Linked DNA regions of Sus scrofa: region 2 is linked to region 1. Evidence: chromatin contacts called from public Hi-C data. All regions are on one chromosome and are shown on one strand. Each heading gives the region's core, a stretch centred on a gene start, on an enhancer-like site or on the middle of the called end of the contact. The rest is flanking DNA. Distances are from core to core; before and after follow the strand shown.

Region 1 (7,052 bases), core at 1,808-4,307:
GGAATACTTTCCCCCACCAAGCTGGGGTTTCAAATTTGTGATGATAGATTCTGGCAGCAGGTTTTTGGAAAACATATCTCTATACCATGTGAAACTCCAGCTCTTCATTTAGCTGAGCACGCTGTTACTTTGCTGTCATCAGAAAAGACACCGGTGTATCACTTAAGAGAATAGCAGAGTCCCAAATAATTTTTAAGGGATGGATGTCAAACACCTGGTGTCAGTTTTGTAGGAAGAAGTCAGCAAAAATAGAGCAGGCATGGCCCCTTGTCCCTTAAAACCATCAAGTGGCCGGCCAAGTTAAAGGTGTATTGGTGATGTATATGGTTCATCTTCTGATTTTGGACAAAGAGTTTGATAAAGAAAAGTAATGCCACCCCATTGGGAGAATGGCTTCCTGAAGGCTGGATTTCCTCCTTGGAAAATCAAAAAAAGGGGAGCAGGCTGATGACCTCAAAGGCTTCTTCAGACCAAGAATTCTTAGCCTGCTGGTAGGGTTCTGTCTATGTCCTTTTCCCCAGCAAGAACATTATTAGAGGATCAGGGTGGGGAGAAGCGCAGGGAAAATGACAGGCCAACATGTTTTCAAGGGCTTCATTTACTTTCCCCAATGTCTTGTCCTCACACAGAGCCCAGCCAAGTTCAGAGAAATTGGTTTGGGGAAACAAACACAACTTAGACATCACAATGTCATGTTAAAAAAAAAAAAAAAATGAGTAGTTCCCATTGTGGCTCAGTGGTTAACAAATCCAACTAGGAACCATGAGGTTGAGGGTTCAATCCCTGGCCTTGCTCAGTGGGTTGAGGATCCGGCGTTGCTGTGAGCTGTGGTGTAGGCTGCAGACATGGCTCGGATCCCGTGTTGCTGTGGCTCTGGCGCAGGCCGGCAACTACAGCTCCAATTGGACTCCTAGCCTAGGAACCTCCATATGCCGCGGAAGCAGCCCTAGAAAAGGCAAAAAGACAAAAAAAAAAGACAAGACAAGTCACTCCAGGTGTGGGTTTGCAGCATTTTAACCAACTGGTAACTCTGTTTTCCTTCTTCCTTATCAGGGCCCAAGTTACTAAGAAAACAGTTTATTTGACTAAAAATCATAAACGACAATAGGAATCTTGGTGCTGTGCAAATTAAATGAGATGTAAACTCTTAGCATGGTGATTGGCATTAGTAAATAATCGATAATTATTAGCGATTGTTGCATTGGTGACAACTTACTTTTGGTAATCTCCTTATGAAGCAGTTTCACATATTATTTCACTTAATCTGATCTTTCAACACGTGTTTAATGGATGCCTGCTAGGATGTGTCAGAATCTGTTCTGAGCACTGGGAATACAATCATGACCAAGATTGGCAGAGGCTGTGCCCTCACAGAATTTATGTTCTGGTTGGGGGAGAAAAACAGTGAACAAGGAAAAATGGTACAGTGAGGGGACCAGGGTAAGAAAGGGTGGGGACTGGTTGTTACACTCAGAGTCGTCGGGGAAGCCCTCTTTGGTGAGGAGACATTTGAGCAGATGCCTGAAGGAAGTGAGGGGTGAGCCCTGTGAATGTTCATGGGAAAGTCGTTGAAGGTGGAGGGAACAGCAGATGCAAGGCCCAGGGGTAGAAAAGTGGGTGGCATGTTTGGGAAAGAAAAAGGAGGCAGTGAGAGGCTGGGGTGGGAGGATGCCAGGGGCCTGGACCATGGAGGGATTCTGTTTTCTTTCCCAGGTTAGAGGCAAAGCCTTTGGAGGGTCCTAAGCACAGGAGGAAAGCAGGGCGAGGAGGCAAGGGGACAGAGCACTGAAACCAGGTCAGGGTGAGACTTGAGTCGCTCTGCCCATGCCTCCCCGGACAGACACATGACAAGAGAAGGTCGGATGTACTCATGACATTAGGAGACACCGGGCTAGATCCAGTTTTGAGTAAAAAATCTGGGGAGTTCTCATTGTGGCTCAGTGGGTTACAAATCCAACTAGTATCCATGAGGATGCAGGTTCAATCCCCAGCCCTGATCAGTAGGTTAAGGTCCTGTGTTGCCACAAGCTGCAGCATAAGTCACATATGTGTTTTGGATCCAGTGTTGCTGTGGCTGGGGTGTAGGGTGGCAGCTACAGCTCCAATTTGACCCCTAGTCTAGGAACCTCCATATGCTATGGGTGTGGCCCTAAAAAAAAAAAAAAAAGGAAGAAAAAGAAAGAAACCTGGGCGAGGGGTGGCAGTCACTAGATTCGGAAGACCATTTTGCAAAAATCAAAGCCTCTAACCAGTTCCCTGGAGAAGAAAAGTTGCTTGTGATCTGAGCTACCAACTGTGAGAGAGCCCCACAGCGAGGGTAGGGGACCCCATTAGAATCCCTTCAGGGAACTTTATCTCCTTCTCCACCAGGCTAGGGAGCCTCCAGGCTCCTCAGAGGAAGCTGCCAAGAGGTTCGGTCCTCAGAGAGGAGACGGACCTGCATCAATCACTTGAGTATTTATCCAGTGCTGACATGCCCACAGCTGCGATAGGCCAGCAAGAAATCCTGGTCCCTGTCATCAATTTGTTTATAATTTGGCTCAACAGAGATGGGACTCACATAAAATGCTTTGTAAGCAAACCCCTGAGGTTAAACCAAAGGCTCACCCAGAATAGGTCCTTAACAAATAGCTGTGATGGGAACTGTTAAAACTTGTAGGAGTTGGGATAGAGGAGAGATCCCCATCTTGACACTCCTGGGAAGGCTCCAGGGCTCGGGGGCAGAGTGTAGGACGTGCCCTGGATGGAGAAGTTCTCAGGCCAAGGGAGAGGGATGAGCAAGGCTTCCATCTGCACCGGGTCCCCAGGGACGTGGCTAACACGAGAAAGCTGCATGTTGTTAGGTGTCTGCTGCACAAGCACTTTTGTCCCGCTGTCCCTTGATCTTTCTTACTGATATAACGATACCGCCCTTCCCTATTGCGTTTTATCCTCGAAGAGACTGCAACATTGGGGGTAATGGGGAAACCTGTGATCCTGTGCCTGGCCTGCCTGCTGTTGGAGAGATCCTCTCACTAGATGGAGATGGTGTCCTTGCCAGCAACAGGCGGTGGTGACTCTCTGCCATCTGCTGGCACACTCCCCTCCAGCCACAGAAAGGCCAGGCCTGAGTTAGCTCCGTAAGGACGTCTGGGGGCATTTCCCCTAATCCTCAAGAGGCCTGAGCCACAGGCCCTCAGGCAGGCCCCTCCCAAACCTGGGGAAGGGTCCCGGAGTGGTTCATAGGGTCACATTGTTTGTAAAATAGGTGAAAGTAATATTTTGTTTTGTTTCCCACCTTTGGCCGCAACCATCACATAAGGAAGTTCCCGGCCAGGGATCGAATCCGAGCTGCAGCTGCAGCAGCTCTGGATCCTTAAGCCGCTGTGCCACAGTGGGAACTCTAAAAGTCATATATTTCAAGGGCAATTGGTGAAGACTACTTAGTGTTTGCACTCCCACTTTTCTTCTGCTTCTCTGTGTCAAGGGCAGACATCGACATGGCTTGTGGTGGCTTCTCTGTATGTTGAAGTGATTGCTAAGCCAGCCTGGTATGGACATGGCTTCTAGGACCACGCCTCTCCCCCTCCCTGCCTGGTGGTGTGATGAAAGAAGGCAGGGCCAAGAGGGTCCGTCAGGATACATGTGTCCCATGGCCCCCTCATACATGGGTCGTGCGGGAGAAAAAACATTTGCAATAAAGGCAACTGGAAGCTGGCCTGTGAAAAATTCTTCCAATCATCGGACATGTAAATGGTGAGCCAAAGATTTAGGTATTAACACCTAGTCAAAATGGCCTGGTCTCCAGTCAAGATATTAGGGATGGGGTGTGTGTGGGGGAAGCATTTACAATAAAGGGATTTCTTAATAAAAATATGTTCCCCCCATCCCCGATTTGGAAATATTTGTAGTCTTTTTTCCTAATTGCAATTTGCTGTGATTTATTTTTCTCATTCTAAATAAAAATTTACTGGAGTTCCTGTCGTGGCTCAGTGGTTAACGAATCGAACTAGGAACCATGGGGTTGCAGGTTCAATCCCTAGCCTTGCTTGGTGGGTTAACCATCCGGTGTTGCCGTGAGCAGACCCGGCTCGGATCCTGCGTTGCTGTGGCTCTGGCATAGGCCAGCAACAACAGCTCCGATTCGACCCTAGCCTGGGAACCTCCATGTGCCACGGGAGCGGCCCAAGAAATGGCAAAAGGACCAAAAAAAAAAAAAATTACTTTAATGTCTACGTTTGTATTTGTGATTTTCTATTGTTTTCCTAAAGAGGACATCCCAAATTATATAAGCTCCAGGCCCCACAAAAACCTTGATCTTGAATGTCCATATTAACTTGAATACCTCTTTTGCCAAAACCATGGAAGGCACTGATTTCTGTTTGTCTGGTCGAGAGGCTATGTGCTACAGACTAGGGTCAGAGACTGGAGCTGGACTGCCAGGGTTCAAATGCCATGGGAAGAATGAGCCACCACACCTTAGGAGGTACTTCATACATGTTAAATGTATGATTAGTGCTTTTGACCTGTCAGTTCTCATTCTGAATACTTAGATACAACAATTACAAAACATAGAACTTTAATAATTTGTAACCCTGTTTTATGTTCAATCATTTTTTTTCTTTTTTTAAGGCCATACCTGTGACACATGGAGGTTCCCAGGCTAGGGATTGAATCAGAACTACGGCTGCTAGCCTACACCACAGCCACAGCAACGCAGGATCCCAGCCACATCTGCGACCTACATCACAGCTCACAGCAACGCCAGATCCTTAACCCACTGAGCAAGGCCAGGGGTCGAACCCACAACCTCATTGTTCCTAGTTGGATTCGTTTCCACTGCGCCACAACAGGAACTCCTATTTCAGTCATTGTTAACTGAAACACTATTTTAAAAGAAAAGAGTAAATTAAGGCTTTGTGTTCATTTCATCCATTTCACACCAGAAGGTAACGTGGGGATGGGGTGCAGGTGTCAGATGAATTCGGCTTGAAGAAAGAGGCATGCGAAAGAGAGTACGTGAAAGGCAGAGCTCCCTCCAACAGCAGAAAGATCCCCCTGCCCCAGGGCTAAGCCATGGAGTCCTAATGGCAGCAGCAGCTCTTCAGGTCACTAAGAGGATTTTACTGACCCCTCGTGGGAGAGAGGAGTTGGTGCACCAAGGAAGACACCAGTCCAGGGAATTTTTTTTTTCCTACAATCCTTCAGGGAAAAACTCAAGAAGGGGGAAGGTGAGGTATGTTACTAACCGCCTGGGTTCTTCCCATTCAACTTGAAACTCTCATTGACAGTCAATTCTCACATCACCTTTTTTCCTGACAGACCTCAGAGCTCCCATCAAAGGCAGGTGTGCGATATCAGGTTGTGGTTTAAAAAAAAAAAAAAAGATAGGAAGGGAGGGAGGGGAGATAAGAAAAAGAAAACTAATGTTGGAACCCTAGTGCAGCTACTAACTAAATGAAAAACTGAGAAATTTGCTGAATTTCTCTGAACCTCCCCATCCTCACAGGTAAAATGAAATTCAGTGACGGAATCAGACGATATGTATAATGCACTGTGTGTGGTAGGTACTCAATAAGTGCTTACGTTGCTATCCTGACGCACAAGAATGTCACATTTACTCACCGTCTTGACGTTTATTAGGCAGTTACTTCACACCTAGAACATCCCCTTAAAAAGAGAAAAAAATTTAGAGGTTTCTCTTTAATGAACAATTTCCTCAGTTGAGGCCCGGTCTGACAGCCTCTGACCACACACACAGATAGAAAACACTTCTTGTTCAGGAAGCTTGGTTTCCCCTGTGCAAGCAGAATTCCAGGTGGGGGCACAGAGAACACCACCTGCCCTCCCCAGTGGGGCCAGCAGGACGGTGTGTCTTCCTTCACCTTCACATAGGAAATGCCTAAGGTCCCACACAGAGGTAAATACTCTGCTGAAACCAGAGGGAGATGATTCCTATTTTTTCCAACCTGCAGTCTGAGGTTCCTATGTTGTGAAATAACAAGCCCTCAGGATTCCTGGGACATAATGGGATGGAGAGGAGGTGCAGGACAGCATGGTGGCAGTGCTTTTCCCCCGCAGGAGACACTGGGGTGACGCCTTCTTGCTCTTTTCTTCTTCCCAGGGGAGAGGAGATCAGGCTGAAGGATAACAGATGCTGAACTTGAAGGGACTGGGTTAGAGGAAACCAAACTGCCTGGCTTAGGATAACTTCGCCAGAGCCCTGGAATGATGCCCACAACTTTCCAGGCAACCCTGACCTCCCTCCTTACCAAGCCAGGGCGGCCCAGAAGAAGACTTTCCAGGCCACGCTCCCAAGGCCCCTCAGCTCTGGAATGATAACTTCTACTTTTCCTTTTCTTGTCTCCCTCTACAGAGCAATTTATTTTAAAAGTTATTCTATGTAATTAAGTATTAGAAGTCACTGCAAAAAAAACACAATAAAACAAAAAACCTTCATTTCCACACCCCAAAGTCAGAGCCACTAGCGCTATCAACACTATTGAGTTGTTAGAGGATTACGATGCATGGGTAACACATTCGGCATGGTTCTTGGCTCATAAGAAGAACTCAATAAATATCAGCTGTTAAAAAAAAATAAATATGAGTTCCCATCATGGCTCAGCAGAAACGAATCTGACTAGCATCCATGAGAACGTAGGTTCGATCCCTGGCCTTGCTCAGAGGGTTAATGCTCCGGCATTGCTGTGAGCTGTGGTGTAGGTCGAAGACGTGGATCAGATCTAGCGTTGCTGTGGCTGTGACATAGGCCATCAGCTACAGCTCTGACTCGACCCCTAGCCTGGGAATTTCCATATGCCACGCGTGTGGCCCTAAAAAGATATAAATAAATAAATAAATAAATAAATAGTAAAAGTCATTGTTACTAAAATGTGAGAGGTTAGGTAAAGACCTTCGGCATAGTATGCATACCTGTGTTTTTTTAGAAAGGGAGGAACCAATATAATTGGTTCCTTAAAAAAAGACTAAATAAATAAATAAAATAAATAAGGACCTGCTGTATAGCACAGGGAACGCTACTCAATATTCTGTCTAACCTATATGGGAAAAGA
Region 2 (7,052 bases), core at 3,111-5,610, 400 kb before region 1:
CTATTCTCTTTAATATATTTCCAACTCTATTTTTTAAATTAAAGTGTCATTAATTTACAATGTGGTACCAATTTCTGCTGTACAGCAAAGTGACTCAGTCATATATCTGTATATACATTCTTTCCAACTCTATTTATAACTTGAGTTTTATTGAAAGTGGAAATGCCATTAGGAGCTAAAACACTATGTTAAATAATCAGTGTGCAAAATAATCTTAATAATTACGCAACAACCAATATGTACAACAAAAACAGTGTTTAAATTTTAATTTAGGAATTCCTGTCATGGCTCAGTGGAAAGGAACCCATCTAGTATCCATGAGGATGTGGGTTCGATCCCTGGCCTCTCTCCATGAGTTAAGGATCCGGTGTTTCTGTGAGCTGCAGTCATGGCTCCATCTGGCATTGCCATGGCTGTGGCGTAGGCTGGCAACTGTAGCTCCGATTCAGTCCCTAGCCTGGGAACCTCCATATGCCATACCCACAGCCCTTAAAAAAAATTAATTTAATTGCCTCAAACTATTCCTGTTTAGGGATGTTTAAGGTCTCTGTGACCTGCCACTGTATCTACCACTTCCAACCTCTCTCAAAATCCTCAAAGGAGTGCAAAAACACACAAGATAAGTAACAGTTCACATAGAACCCAAACAAGAGAATGCTACTCTACAGCATTTATACCACTTACTCTCTGTATACACAATGCACATATATTATATGTATACTCACACATACTATATTATATATATATATACATATATATAACATACAGACATAGATATGTACTGATACACATGCAGACAATGTATAATGTTATTTGACCACCATTGACACCTTAGGGACACATATCTGATTTTAAAATATAAATCGATAAAAAACTATGCTTCAACCCCCCAAAATGAACTCTACCTATGATACTTCAAGAATGCATGCATTCCATGTATGGAAAGAGGTTCATGTTACAGAAAGACAGTAAAAAGAAAGGCCATTAGGAAGACAGTTAAGCACACAGGTTTGAATCCAGACACTGATTCCAAGTCTGGCTTGGCCACGCAGAAGTTGTATAACCTTGGATAAATATTAATCTCTCTGGGTTTTTCTGGAAAATGGAGAGAATAATAATAACTCAGAATTGTGACATGTAAGGTAATATCTTTAAAGCAATTTGCCCACTATCTAGAACATATAAGCACTTTTTTAGTTATTGTCATCCCTATCATTTCGAAGTGACACTCTTTATCACATTATTTTATTTTCCTCCAGAAAAAAAGTGTCATAGCACCTTTAAAGCAGGACTGAAAACGTAAAACAAAATCATTACGTAATTGAGAATAGCATGGGGAGTTCTGGCCATGGTGCAACAGGATCAGCGGCGTCTTGGGAGTGCTGGGATGCAGGTTTGATCCAGTTAAGGATCCAGTGTTGCCACAGCTGTGGCTCAGATCTGATCCCTGGCCTGAGAACTCCATACGCTGGGTGGCCAAAAAAAAAAAGAATGGCATCACCTCTGTGCCTCTGAAGCAAATGTCCCCTTAAGTCCTTGGATTCTAAATGTATGTCTTTGGACCACATATTTAAGGTGCTTGTTCTCATTAGATATTGGAAATGGGTGATAATTTCTGCTCTAGAGAAACAGATAACCTTCACTTGAATATCAGTATTCCAGTTACTTGGAAAAATAGTTTGTGGCTGGAAAATAAATACATCTGTGCTTTTATTTGGCTCATCTATGTTATACACATAGACTTTTTAAAATTTCTGTCCTGTTTTCCAGAAATGGAATCATACTCTATACACTCTACACAGTTGTTTGCATTTTGTTTTACTCATCAGTACTTCATAGAAATCCTTTCAATTCAACTGGTATAGCTCCATTTTATTCTCATTAATGGCTGCATAATATTTTATTAGTGGATAATCACTTTGTTCCCATGTTTTTGTTAGTTTCCTCTGGGATTTGGTGATTTTTTTTTCTGTTTTGCTACTATGAATAATCTCTATTCCTATCCAAACATCTTATTTCTGAGACTCTATCCTGTACAAATAAAATCACCAGTCCCTAAAAGGGATTTTAGAGTCAAAGAGCATATGAATTTTAAATTGTAATAGGTTCTTCCAGGTAGTCTTCTAAAAAAACTAAAATGATTTGCATTTCTATTAACACAGAAATGCTGAAAAGGATTTGAGGAGATCTGAATGAGGTACCAACCCTGTACACTACAGAGTAGGGGAAAAGTAAATGAAAATCTATAAAAAGAGGATAATTAAGTCTATTATGGTTGAGTTGAAACTCAGCAAAATATACATGATATTAAAGATTGTAAATATGAAGACTGTACTGATATGTGAAAAAATGTGGAAAATCTTAAATGAGTTCATGAAAATGGGTGCCAAAATGTCCTCTGTTGGTCATAATGCACTATAACACTAAATAAACACTAAATAACACTAAAATGTTATTAGAGAATGAAAAATGATAAGCCTCAAAATTATATTTCTTCTTGGAGTTCCCTTTGTGGCACAGTAAGTTAAGAACCCGACAAGGGGTCCGTGAGGATGTGAGTTTGATCCCTGACCTTGCTCAGTGGCTTAAGGATCTGGTGTTGCCACAAGCCGTGGCATAGGTCACAGATGTGGCTTGAATCTGGTGTCACAGATGTGGCTTGAATCTGGTATTGCTGAATTTCAATTAGACTCCAACCCAGGGAACTTCTATATGTCACAGATGCGGCTGTAAAAAGAAAAAAAAATTACTGTCATCCCCTACTGCAATCACGTAAAGTCTGTGTTTAAATGTCAATAAACAGAAAGTTTGGAAATGGATTTTAAATAAAACTATTTTAATTTAAAAATATTCTCAAAACTATTGACTGCAAGAAAATGTATCAAATGGTAATAGTGGTTCCCTATAGGCATTTCTCTTTCTTTTTGCCTGTTCATTTTTCCTGTGTTTTAGTTCACGAGCTTGATTATTTGAAAACCTTTTTCAACCTAAAAGAGTGCATTTACAGTAGAGGCATCTCTGCTATACTTGGACTTACTCCACATAAGTGGTTCATCCATCCAGGTAGTCACCCTGCACATTCTGATTTTGGGTCCAAGCTCATGGCCTAGCACTGCTCTGTTAAGAAAAACACCTATGTGAAGAAACAGTGGGGTACAGCTGCTGGCTTTTCTCAAACCCATTCCCTTCTTTCCTGGCACAAATCAGGATGTCTTCCCTGCATGCGCCATAGGTAGGTGTGTACCTGTGACCAAATTTTAGACAATGGATCTAAGCAGAAGTGGCAGGTATCATTTCCAAAAGGGCCCATGGCAGCCTTTCCACCTGCAGTGCTGCAGGCTTTTCTTACTCCTGCGGGCTTGATGGAAATGCGCTTGGTGATCCCAGAGGCCTCTGGTGCATGAGGAGCCCCAACTTGACAGACATGCCTGCCCATCATCAGTGCACACTGCTCAGAAACTCTCATTTTCTTTCTTTCTTTTTTTTTTTTTTTTTTTTTTTTTTTTTTTTGTCATACCATGGCACACAGACGTTTCCAGGCCAAGGATCAAACCCATGCCACAGCAATGGCAACACCAGATCCTTAACCCGCTGAGCCACCAGGGAACTCCCAGAAACACTCATTTTCAATGTGAGGCAAGCAAGACAGTCAGTTCTAATTATATGAAGCTACCGAGATAGGAGTGTTTGCAAAAAAAGAAAAAGAAAAGAAAAGAAAAAAAAAACCTCTCAACTAAAGGAAAGGGACAGAGATGAGGAATGACAACAAATTCAGTTGGAAAGTACAATAAAAGTCAACTTTGAATAATTGGATCTCTACAGCTATTCCACATCAGTGGTGTTTATATAAGAGTAGTTTCCTCCGAAGTCTTTAGCAACTCATGAATCACGGTGCTTATCCTCACCCAGAGACAGCTCCGGGGACAAGGGAAAGGAGCCTGTGATGGGAGGGAACCCCCACGGGCCCCATGTTCATGTTTCAACCTTTATCCTCGCCCTGGGAAGAAGCAGAATATCATCTCCAGGTGTCCTCCACTATCTTTTCTTCACCCCCACACTCAGCTATTACCAGCACCCCCACCATTCTTAGACACACCCTGCATTTACTATGTGACAACTGAGCAGGTTATTCTGTGTGACTGGCGGAGACATAGCCGCAGGGCTGTCAGAAGACCTGGGCCCCAGGCCCCATGGAGAAACAACCTGGAAGCCGGAATCGAGCCCCTGAATCTCCCTCTGACTGTTTTTCATCCGCAGAACAGACGTCAAGAAGATTATGGGCCACTTACCTCACGGGGCTGTTGTGAAGGGCAGAGTGAGATCATAGGCTTAAATAAGATGCAAGGTATTGTATTTATTTCTAGAACTGGCAGAAATACAAAACTAACTGACTTCCTAGCCTCGAGGAAGTTGCCTGAATAGTGTTTCATATGGACTTTTAGCCCAAGGATTTTGAAGATCCCTCAAACATTTCCTTGCTTTCCCTAAACAAGCCAGCTATGGTCCATCTCTTTGGCCAATGAGAGGTTGCTGTAAATCTACAAATCAGGACCTTGCTTTCAACAGCTACCAATTCCCACACTCATCTGGATACGCTGCATTAGAATGCTCAATAGTTACTACGTTACTAAGTCTCCTACAAAATATTTCCTATTCTTATGTAATGGTAGGAACCCTCATGCTCTTCTCAGAGTCAGTCTCCAATGTTAGAAGGGCTCATCTCTCTTCCTGGGTCACCTTGTTGTTCTTATACATCATTCTTCTCTATCATGTTCTTTGCCTCCACTTTAACACAATGTCCCCAAGTCCTAAAAATGCTCAGCTCACCCACGTCACCGAGAGGCCAGATTTGCAAGGATGCTTGCAGGGGAATACAGGAAGTTCAAATTTGGCTGTGCTATTAAGTGCATTCAGAGGAACACCAGTTCATGGTCACATTCAGTACAGCTGCTTGATGTATTAACTCACATTCAGGAGTCCAAAATTTCATGTGTGGCCGCTTCCTGTTTCCAGTTTTGAAGGAACTTGTCAGGTTTCTCTGCAACTGCACCACAGCTTGAGGTGGTGAAGGTGGCTGGAGAAACGCTCTCCGTTGTTTGAAGGTTGGAACAGGACATTTCTTCACCCTGAGCTTCTGCGAGGCTCTGACAAGCAGACAAGACAGATGAGCCTGGCATGTGGAACAGTTCTCCTCTGTGGGGTTAAGTCCCTTGCAGGGAGAGCAGGACTCTGAACTTGAGGTTGATTCACATGGGCCTATCTTAGCAAAAATTTTTCTCAACAGTCGAGACCTAGAGCTACATGCTGCTGTCTGAGTGTGGGGAGAGGATTTAGAAACGACATTGTGTGGTGCCTACAAGTGGTGCTATTCCATGCTGATTAAGAGTCCAGCCTTTTGCCAAGCCTGTGCCCCTTCAGCTGCCACCATCCAGACTTTATCTGTCCTCAGGGACAGTCCCCAGAGCCCCTGACCCCTGAGGCTCACCACAGTCATTCCCACCCACCCCATCTCTCCTTTTTCAGGGACACCCCAGCAGCTGCAGTCACTTGATATGAGTTTAAGGAGGATGACAGGTTATTAAAGAAAAGACGTGGAGTTCCCATCATGGCTCAGTGGTTAACAACTGGGAACCATGAAGTTGAGGGTTAGATCCCTGGCCTCGCTCAGTGGGTTAAGGATCCGGTGTCATGAGCTGTGGTGTAGGTTGCAGATGCGGCTTGGATCCCGCATTGCTGTGGCTGTGACGTAGGCTGGGGGCTACAGCTCCAATTCGACCCCTAGCCTGGGAACCTCCATATGCCGCGGGAGCGGCCCTAGAAAAGGCAAAAAGACTAAATAAATAAATAAATAAATATTTAAAAAGTAAACAAAAGACTTCATTTCTTGCTACTCATCCTAAGTGGACTTGTCTGTTTCCCTCCTTCCTACACACACGCACGTATGTACCCACACATGGGCATAAGCTGGTGTGCAGAGGAAAAGCCCAGACCTTAACAAAATTACTCCCCTTCTTTGAGTTTCTTTGTCCCTTCCTCAAATTGGAGGTGATGTAACCTATCTAAATGAGGGGCCATTTTGAGGCTGGGGTGCCGAGTTCATACCAAATATCCCCTTCCTAGTAGCTTTTCTCCAAATTATTTAATAGATCTTATGAAATGTCTTGATTGGTTTTGCCACTGACTTTTCCGTATGAAGACATACGAGAGGCAGGAGAGTGTAGGAGTTCAAAGTGCTGCTCTAAATTCATTTCTGTTTCTTTGCTGTGTGGCCCTGGGCAAGGGACATAACCGCTTTCTGACTTCATTTCTTCATCTATAAAATTGGGGATAACAGGGACCCAGCTCACTGACGTGTTGTGAGGATTAAATGAGATCATGTAAGCAGGCCTTCAGCATAGGGCCTGGCCTATCATACATGTCCAGTAAGAATTAGCAGTTTTAATATGATTATTATTGTTATTTATTATCATGGCTGAGCAAGAAGCAGAGGACAATTGACACCACCAGTAGAGATGGGCTCTGAGCGATTTTCATGTGCTGAGGAAAATCCTCCTTTGCCCGTCCCTTCTTACACTGTCCAGTGGGCAGCTGGAGTTGTCTGCCTTGTGGACACTTTATTCTAAGAAGCTTATTCAGTGTGCTGACGGCTTTTGATCTCCCTGATTTTGACTCGTAGAACATCAAGAGGAAAATACTGCGTGATGTGTGTGTCATGATATCGTGGTTTCCTTCTAACAGGAGCAGGAAAGATAATACCATGGGTACTGCAGGCTTGTTGTGTAGCTATCTGAATGGAGGGATCCAAGCCCTAAAACCAACACCATTTACCCAATTGTCTTTGAAGAAAAGTAACTGTTAATCATAAAGTGGAAAGAATCTTTGGGAAAACTTTATCAGTATTATCAGCCTATTAGTTTAACATGGTCTAATCCTTCCCCAGACTATTTACTCAGGCACATTAAGGGCTTCTGGGTTAACCCTCCCCGTACTGTGGGGCTCCAGTTGGGGGCAACCTGTTCTCATTGGCTGTTTTTACCCAGAATGTGAAGGAT

Evidence for each region. Hi-C and Micro-C count contacts between places; a contact is called where the count stands out from the background.
Region 2: a contact with region 1 is called in a Hi-C map of embryonic fibroblasts, with 1.7 times the contacts expected there. The contact joins two enhancer-like sites. A contact is called at or near these places in 3 of 47 Hi-C or Micro-C datasets (embryonic fibroblasts, fetal heart ventricle and heart right ventricle).

What each region holds. Positions count from the first base shown.
Region 1 is chr6:107,063,081-107,070,132 of Sscrofa11.1, reverse strand. No RefSeq gene overlaps it. Among named protein-coding and RNA genes, the nearest start is that of MIR133A-2, 68 kb to the right of the region's middle. Within about 2 kb of position 3,057, at least 3 of the 83 cell types and tissues checked have an H3K27ac peak or open chromatin away from gene starts, as enhancers often do.
Region 2 is chr6:107,467,954-107,475,005 of Sscrofa11.1, reverse strand. No RefSeq gene overlaps it. Among named protein-coding and RNA genes, the nearest start is that of GATA6, 190 kb to the right of the region's middle. Within about 2 kb of position 4,360, at least 5 of the 83 cell types and tissues checked have an H3K27ac peak or open chromatin away from gene starts, as enhancers often do.